3 separate regions of the Mus musculus genome follow, and all the other regions are linked to region 2. The links are chromatin contacts, called in public promoter capture Hi-C maps. All regions are on one chromosome and are shown on one strand. The core of a region is the stretch at or near the end of the contact, and the rest is flanking DNA. Distances in the headings are between cores, read along the strand shown. Region 1 holds the start of Best3 (bestrophin 3). Region 2 holds the start of Tph2 (tryptophan hydroxylase 2). Region 3 holds the start of Frs2 (fibroblast growth factor receptor substrate 2).

Region 1 (2,700 bases), core at 125-2,624, 1.8 Mb before region 2:
GTCTCATGTGTGCTACATCCCTAGTGTGTCTGTAATTTAGAACACCTTGTTCTGGATTCATTTCGTGGACGTGGGCAGGATGAGAATGGGGCCTAATCCCAGTTTTCTTTGAGCTCCCTGGCATGCCTCGGCTTCTCACTGAGATGTGCCATCGGACTTCGAATAGATGGCTCAAAGCCGACCTTTGTTTGGAAACCTTACTCAGCTAACTGGGTAGTATAGGTCACATGCAAACAAAAGGAGATCTCTTTAAAATGTTAACTTTTCTCCAAAGGAACTACAAAGAACTTCTCACAGAGCAACACAGGCTGATAGATTTTAGGTCAAAATTATAATACACACACCCACACAAAAACCCAACCAAACAAACCCTAGAGCATATTTTTTTCCCCCCGTAGAGCGATTTATATCACACATTCTATCACAAATAAGAGAATGTTTCATTTAGACAGGCAAATATCCAACTGTGATTTATCCAGTTTCTCTAAGGACGTAAGAGCTGGCAGCTGTATCCACAGCAACAACAGCAAAGTGCTGATTTGTCCTCCATGGTTGTTGATTTTAATTAAACAAACCAGGGCCCTTTGCCTAAGTCAGTAGGTGACACCACAGAAGGGTGGGGTGCCTGCCCTAAAACAGGCTTCGCTTTGAGATCGCCACCTTGTCTCTCTGCCTCGGGAGAACTCAGCGACAGGGGAGAACAGAACAGCAATGTCCTAAGCTCTTCTCCAGGCAGGCCCCGTCAAGGGACAGCCTCTAACCAATCCCCTTTTCTTCCATTCACTCCTTCACCCTCAGTTCAGGCTCTGTCCGAAACCCGACGCCCACCAAGCATAAGGTCACGTTCAAGTGCAGAAGCCGGCTCGCGCACTAACCTATTTCTTTGGAGTCTCTCAAGGGAAGAGAAATCTTCAAACGATCTGCCGTCCCTGAAGAGGTGCCGGCTTCCACCCTCACTGGTGACCAGCTGGGTTTCCTCCTAGTTCTCCTGCTGCTGTGGCGATCCAGCGTGTAGTGAGTCCAGGGTTAAATGTTTTTCCACTTGCAGAGGCCTGTCTGTGCCAGTTTGCCCACTGATGACAGTTATAGCTGGGGACAAACAGAAGTGACAGCTGCTGATGGTGCTTTTTTCTAATCTATAATTATAACTCCACCTGCCGCCCAAAGTACCCCTTTGAACAAGAAGTCAGCGGCGGTGGCGGGAGGATGCTGGGCCATTTAAGTCCAGTTAAGATTCATTTCAACTCTGGCCTGGGATCAAGGAAGAAAAGCCTTTTTCTACTGAAAAGGTCTGAACATACTCCAGTAGCCAAAGAGGGGATTAGGACAGTCTTTTTGTGCATGAAATGAAGAATAAATTCTTATGGAGCCATACACTGGGGCAGACAGGAATGAAAGCAAGAATTCTGATCTTCTGAGAGATCTTGAGAATGCTCTTCCATTAAAAGCAGCAAGAGTGTGTGTGTGTGTGTGTGTTTAGGATGTGAGTATATTTATGTGCATGTGTAGTATGTGTATGTGTGGTATATATGTGTGTGTGCATGCATGTGTGTCTAGGGTATGAGTACATTTATGTACATGTGTGGTATATAGGTGTGTATGTGTACATGTGTATGGTGTATAGATATGTATGGTGTATAGATGTGTGTGGTATATAGGTGTGTGTGTGTGTATGTATGTAAGTGCATGTGTGTTGTATATATGTGTATGGTGTATAGGTGTGTATGTGTTCATGTGTATTGTGTACATGTGTGTGTGTACATGTGTGTGGTTTATATATGTGTGTGCACGCACATCCATATGTGCATGCATGTATGTGTAGGATGTGAGTATATTTGTATGGTAAGTATGTGGTGTACATGTGAGTGTGGTATGTGTGTGTGTGGTGTATGTGTGTGTGGTGTGTGTTTTAGAAGTGCACAGAGAATTATGTGATGGCCTGGTGCAGTGGAAAACTGTAACCCTCTGTCTTATTATGTTTCTCCCATGGTTAACCAGAAAAGCTTGTTATTCGAGATGGTTTCTTTCAGATTTATAATAATAGATATTTTCTTTCTTAAAAGAGGCTGCTCATCTGAGTTCTGTAGGTGATAGACTAATTAATTAATCTGAGGGTCATTTCCTGAGACCCTGTTAACTTTCTGAGGTAATTTTTCCACCTGTCATTACACCACAAGCTTAAAGAGAATAGCAAAAAATAGTTTTTGTAGAGAAACATGTAGAATAAAATATTATAAAAATCAAGACTAGGCTATGCCTGGTGGGTCATGACTGTAATCCTATTGATGGGAAAGTTGAAGCAGGAGACTTACCCTGAGTTCAAGGGTAGCCTGGGCAATTCAGTAAGTTCCAGGATAGCCTCAAAACAAATAAGCAAATGGATGCTTCCCCCACAGCCCTAAAAAGGAATACATAAAATTCAAATTTCTAAAGAATTAGTCAACCTTATGTGCATGTGAGCGACTTGGTCAAACCGCAAGCGCTTTAGAGTCCTGACAGATTAATTTTTCTGGCTTATTTGTATTGCTGGCTTATTTGTCCCTGTTCCTCTTGTTGCTAACTTCAGGTCGGGGGTCCTGTGAATAATGAATATTCATTTAGTAATTGTGTGCTAACTGATCGCACCCCTGGGGCTCCATTAACGGGTACTGGATCTTGTTACTGTTTGGTTATCACACTTCCACAGCTTTGAGTACCACG
Region 2 (2,700 bases), core at 171-2,670:
ACATCTGTTCTTATGTATAGCTCTATAGTCTGTGATCCGTTGAGTCCACTTTTCTTCACACCCTTCTCCTTATTTGGAGTACTTGGGGAGATTGTACAGTGTAATGGTAGAGAAAGCCAAAATTGCCTGAATTAAAATCCTACTTTGAACATTCTTTATTTGTGTGAGCACGTGAACCTTTGTTAATTTACCTACAGCTTTTGTGCCTTAGTATACATACACACATATATACACACACATGCATACACACACACACACACACACACACACACACACACACACACACACACAATCAGTAACTCTTTGTGAGTGTTGTTATGATGACTGTTCTGACATACAAACATGCATAGAAAGTGTCCAGAATTAGCATTGTCAACCATCATTTTTCATAATTACTTCGGTTCATTTATTAACACTTGCTTTTCCTATTAGCTGCTCAGTGCTGGTTTTCAGAGGACAAGTAAGCTGGATGATTATTTCCAGAGTTGGATCAAACAAAAATCCTAAACCCTCAAGTCTCCAGAAACAATTAAAATCCAACCAATGTTAACATATACAGTCTTGCTTTGAAGAACCTTCATTCTGCTTTCTACATAATCAAACTGTATAGGTCCCAGATTTTGGTTAGTTCTTCAGTTAAACATGTGCTCTTGCTTAAGAATTTTCCATTCTTCAAAGGATTGTCAAGCTTTCCTGTGGCTTTCTAAAGTTGGAAAAGTACAAATATAATCTTGTCTATGCCTGTCAAATTGCTGGGTCTGATCAGGTCATAGATGGAGAGCAATAAAATTGTATCAGAAGAGTATCAAAGGAATGATGGGCCTATGGGCATTTCATTTCCATATATTTCTTACTTAATGAAGAACATTCTAGAAGGTTAGCATCTGAGCTAAGTTCAAGCCTCGAATTTCAAAAGCCTGAATATCCTTCTACATGGAAACACCATGGGTTTTGGAAGCAGACTTCTTATGAAAGCCGTCACACACACACACACACACACACACACACACACACACACACACACACAGGTAAAATTTGCATAATGTAACGTCATGCCAGCAGAAAAGCCTTTCTTAAGTTATTTTTTTACTTTTATAAAATACAAAGCACTTAAATTCATAGTTACTTAAAGACGGAGGGTAACCTTCCAATAGCAGACTTGAGATTCAAAATTAGACGACGGCTGTTTTGTTGCAAGAAAAAAAAATAATAACCCTGATGTATTGTTCCCCTCCATCTCTTCCCAAAGAGCTACTCGACCTACGAAACAAACAAATCTCATCAGGAGCACAGATAACCCCAAGCTTCAGACGTGTAATCTGACTGTGGCCATCAGCAACCAGAAATGAGTTTTTTCTAATCAGCTTTCCATCAGTCCTCAGTCACTCATATAAAGGAACACGGGGAGGGGAGGAAGCGCACTGCTCTTCAGCACCAGGGTTCTGGACAGCGCCCCGAGCAGGCAGCTGCCACTGCAGTTCCTCCTTCATCTCTGCCAAGGCCGCCCCTCTGGTCCCCCCTGCTGCTGAGAAAGAAAATTACATCGGGAGCCATGCAGCCCGCAATGATGATGTTTTCCAGTAAATACTGGGCCAGGAGAGGGTTGTCCTTGGATTCTGCTGTGCCAGAAGATCATCAGCTACTTGGCAGCTTAACAGTGAGTATCGAGTATCTGGCAGTCTCCGGTGTTCTCTAGGGCATCAATGGTCTTAACCTCACCATATGGACACCTGCTGTAGAGTAAGCATGAAGTTCAACTCCCTTTTCCTCAGTCGTCTTGTCTTACTGCCTCCTTTCTGTCTGCCTCAGCTCTCCACAAAGTACAAGCAGCTGGGCGAGTTGCTGGGAGATAAACTCTCCTCAAATAGAAAGTGAAGTTCCCTATCGTGAAGAATGAAAGATTATGTGAACCAATGTGCTAAATTCACTCCTCCTTCAAAGTATAGAACTTGAAAGGCTGATAAGGAAGATTTGGGAGAAAGAATTAAATACATCTCTCTGGTTTCTACAAGGCAATATTGTCTCCTATGCCCTACAGAGCTAATATGTGTATTCTTGAGATTAAGTGCAGGTTTTGGAATAAAAGAGGAACCAGGGCCCTTCAAAGGTTTCCCTGCATGCCACATTACTCTCCCTTTAAAGCTTAATTGATGGAAGAGTTAAGGAAGCATTCTGTTTGCTTCAATATTTACAAGATGTGTGTGTGTGTGTGTGTGTGTGTGTGTGTGTGTGTTTAAAATACTAACATTAAAGAATGGTATTTGAAGAGTTACAGTTCTTGCAAAGGTTTAGGTCTTAATTTGACCAACAGTTATGAGCTTTAATAAACACAGTGGTTTGATTTGCTAACATGCAATAAAATACACATCCAAGGTTCTGTCATTAAAATTTTAAGGGATGCTTCACCGTTGTCCTTCCTGTTTATCAACCAATTGCAAATTCAGCTCGTCAGAGAAAAATTGGGTTAATGCCATAGCTCCAAGTATGTCCATTCTATTTATTACCCACAAACGCTGAAAAACAGTCACAGCAACTTTCTTAGCACTATTTAAGTCGATTTGCGAAAATGAGGCCAAAATGTAAAATAGCTTTTCTAATACTCAAGTATCATGAATATTTGTATGAGGTGTTACATTGAGGAATTCCGAAGCTGTAATAAACGGCAAGAAGAAAACCACGAAGCCCTTCAGTTATGGTTAA
Region 3 (2,700 bases), core at 29-2,528, 2.0 Mb before region 2:
ATGCATGCTAAGAAACTCTTTTCTTTTTTGCTCTTCCTTTTTTCCTCCTCCTCTCCTTCTTTTTGGACAAGAGTCTTGCTTCATAGTCCTGGCCACCTTTGTCTGGAAACTCACTGTAAAGCTTAGGCTGGCTAGAAACTCTCCGGACTCTCCCTGCCTCAGCCTTTTTAGACTGCTGGAAACAAAATAGCTTGTCAGGTTTGAGCCCTTTTCTTCCATGTGGGGCTTTGCTTCATACTGAAAACCTGCCTTTAATATTTGATGTTTCTTGATTTTGTGACAGAGCAAATCTTTTAAGATCGTCTCACTTCTTTGCCTGACACTGACTCTGTAGGCTCTCATACTGTCTGTCTTTGGTAAGTTTCAAAAGTGCCCAGGTCTTCTCTATTGCTAGTTACTGGTTAGGTATAAGAATTGTGCGGACGTACTCAGTCCTGGGTACTTTGAAATGCTTACTATTGCGTTATGCATTATATTATTTTTAACGTCTACAATCCAGAGATGAACACGACACACACACACACCAGGGTGAAATGTAAAGAAACAGGATCCTGGCACTAAGATTGCATAGCCCATCATCTCAGCCTTTGTTTAAAGTGCAAAGGATGACCCATATAGGGAAATAATTTGGCTCCCGTCTTTGAATAATTTGAAAAGTCTTGTTTGGGGCAAATGAGAGTTCTACGCATACCACAAATTAAAGTAAAACCAAGAGCCAGCATATGTGGTAAAGTCCGATACTTTGGCCGATTTCCTTCTCTGTAAGACACAGAGAATAAAAGCACCAATTTCCAGGAGTTTGAAGGTTATTAAATGAGTTAACGCCACCGAATCGCGTAATAAATGCCCTGTCTACCACGCCGTAAGCCTTCCTTCGATAAATGTCAACTGCATTTTCACGCGGGACAGAAGCGAGAAAGGATAACACCGCCGGCCGGTCGGCAAGCCGGTGAATGCTCCGGGCTCGGCGAAATTAGATTCTCCGGGCCCCTGTAGAATTAAGTAGAAGGGAGCGATCCTAACAGGCGTTAAAATAAGGGGTGCCAGCGGTAGCTCGGGGCCCGCGGGACCACAGGGGTTAGCAAGGAGCCCGGGGGCGGGGCTCGGGGGCGGGTCCGCTGGCGCCCGGAGCAGAGGCCACGCCCCTCCCGGGAGGGCTGGCAGCTCCAGCCTGGGAGCAGTTCCGGTGCCAAACCCCTGCCCTCCCCCGCTCCCCCGGAAGTGCTTGTCTAGGGTTCGGGCTGGAGAGAGGCCTTGTAGACACAGGCGCCGAGGCTCCGAGCAGGGGGTCAGGTCGCGGGGAGAGTGAGGAGCTCCGCGGCTGCCACCCCGCGCCCCTCGCAGCGCCTTCGCGCCGACGGTGAGTAGCCGGGGACGCCGAGCGGGGCCTGCGCTGGGCGAGCGAGCCTCGGACCCGGCTGTCCGCTGCAGGTTCAGCCGTCGGGGATCCGGGGAAGGGGTTCGTCGGCCGCCGCGGAGCGCGCGCGGCCCGCGGGCCGGGAAGGGGCGCGATGCGGGGCCGCGGAGTGGGCGGGGCGCAGCCGGAGCGGGGTTCCCGGAGCCGCGGCCGCCCGCAGAGGGGGGACTCCGTAGCGGGGCCCGGCCGTCGGCGCTGCGACCCCCTCTCTGCATCGGGCAAGTGGGCTCGGTGCCTCCGCTGTGGGGTCTGTGCACTCGGACGCTGGGGACCGGGACAGCCAGACTGCACTGGACATCAGTGTCCAACTTTCGTCGCCTCTTGGATCTGTCCCCTCTTCCCGTCTCAGTAATTATCCTGTGTCCCAGGGGTGTAGTCAGTCCGAGGGTGGGGCGCTCCCTGTGTGGATGCTGGCGATCTCTTGCGGGGCTTGCGTCGGGGTCGCCGGAGGTTCGATTTGGACTCGGCTCGAAACTTAACTGGGTCTGGATGCCTGCGTAGGGTCGGTCAGTGAGGCAGTACCATTCCTCGAAGGGTCTTTGCTCCCTTGCAAACTGAAACTGTTGGGAGTTACTTCTTAAAAACAAAGATTTGAGGAGATTCGTAGATTCAGAGGAGTTTCCCCGTGTTCTTGCTGACGTTAAAAAAAAAAAAAAAACCATGCTATTCTGTAATCAGCCTTCCGAATTCCTGCGCTCATCCGAAGTCACAGTTGTTAAGACTTCAGTCGGGACCTTGCACAAGTTGACTGCAAAAGGCTGGAGAATTGTATCCTTTTTTTTCACCCCAGTTTGTTTACTTTCATACTTGGAACTGTCATTTCTTGAGCTAATTATATATATGTGTATATATGTGTGTATATACACACACACACACACATATACACACACACATATATATACACACACATATGTATGTATATTATATGTATATATATATATATATATATATATATATATATATATATAATTTCCCTCAGTTTCTCCTCGGAGGTTCTTCGTGTAGTCCAGTTGTGGGAACGCGGGGTGGGGGTGTTCCCACAGCGGGACAGAGGTGTTTGTTGATTTAAGCATATGAAGTGTTTAACTCCAATAAACTGAGACTTTCCTAGAGAAGAAAATCTTGTAGGCACTGTTAGTAAACTGAGTTTAGGTGATAAACTACGGATAAAAGGTTTGTAGGAAATAATGGAGCTATTTTCCGCTTTTATTGAGTTTTAAATTATTATCAGATAGTTTATTTGTTGCAAATGACCTTGTGGTGGTGTCAATATACACAAGTCA

What was found. Promoter capture Hi-C pulls out the DNA fragments that hold promoters and counts their contacts.
Region 1: a promoter capture Hi-C map of liver shows a contact between it and region 2, with 4 times the contacts expected there. The contact joins the promoter of Best3 here to the promoter of Tph2 in region 2. A contact is called at or near these places in 4 of 39 promoter capture datasets (hippocampal neurons, liver and pre-B cells).
Region 3: a contact with region 2 is called in a promoter capture Hi-C map of pre-B cells, with 2.2 times the contacts expected there. The contact joins the promoter of Frs2 here to the promoter of Tph2 in region 2. A contact is called at or near these places in 3 of 39 promoter capture datasets (hippocampal neurons, liver and pre-B cells).

Annotation. Positions count from the first base shown.
Region 1 is chr10:116,984,988-116,987,687 of GRCm38.p6, reverse strand. It overlaps Best3 (bestrophin 3), which reads right to left and starts at 1,374. Exons shown (of 10, transcript NM_001007583.1): 1 at 876-1,374. Gm46182 (a long non-coding RNA gene) reads left to right here and starts at 925. Exons shown (of 3, transcript XR_001779645.1): 1 at 925-1,014; 2 at 2,687-2,700.
Region 2 is chr10:115,183,742-115,186,441 of GRCm38.p6, reverse strand. It overlaps Tph2 (tryptophan hydroxylase 2), which reads left to right and starts at 1,420. Exons shown (of 11, transcript NM_173391.3): 1 at 1,420-1,657. The coding sequence starts at 1,553.
Region 3 is chr10:117,147,052-117,149,751 of GRCm38.p6, reverse strand. It overlaps Frs2 (fibroblast growth factor receptor substrate 2), which reads left to right and starts at 1,278. Exons shown (of 10, transcript NM_177798.3): 1 at 1,278-1,360.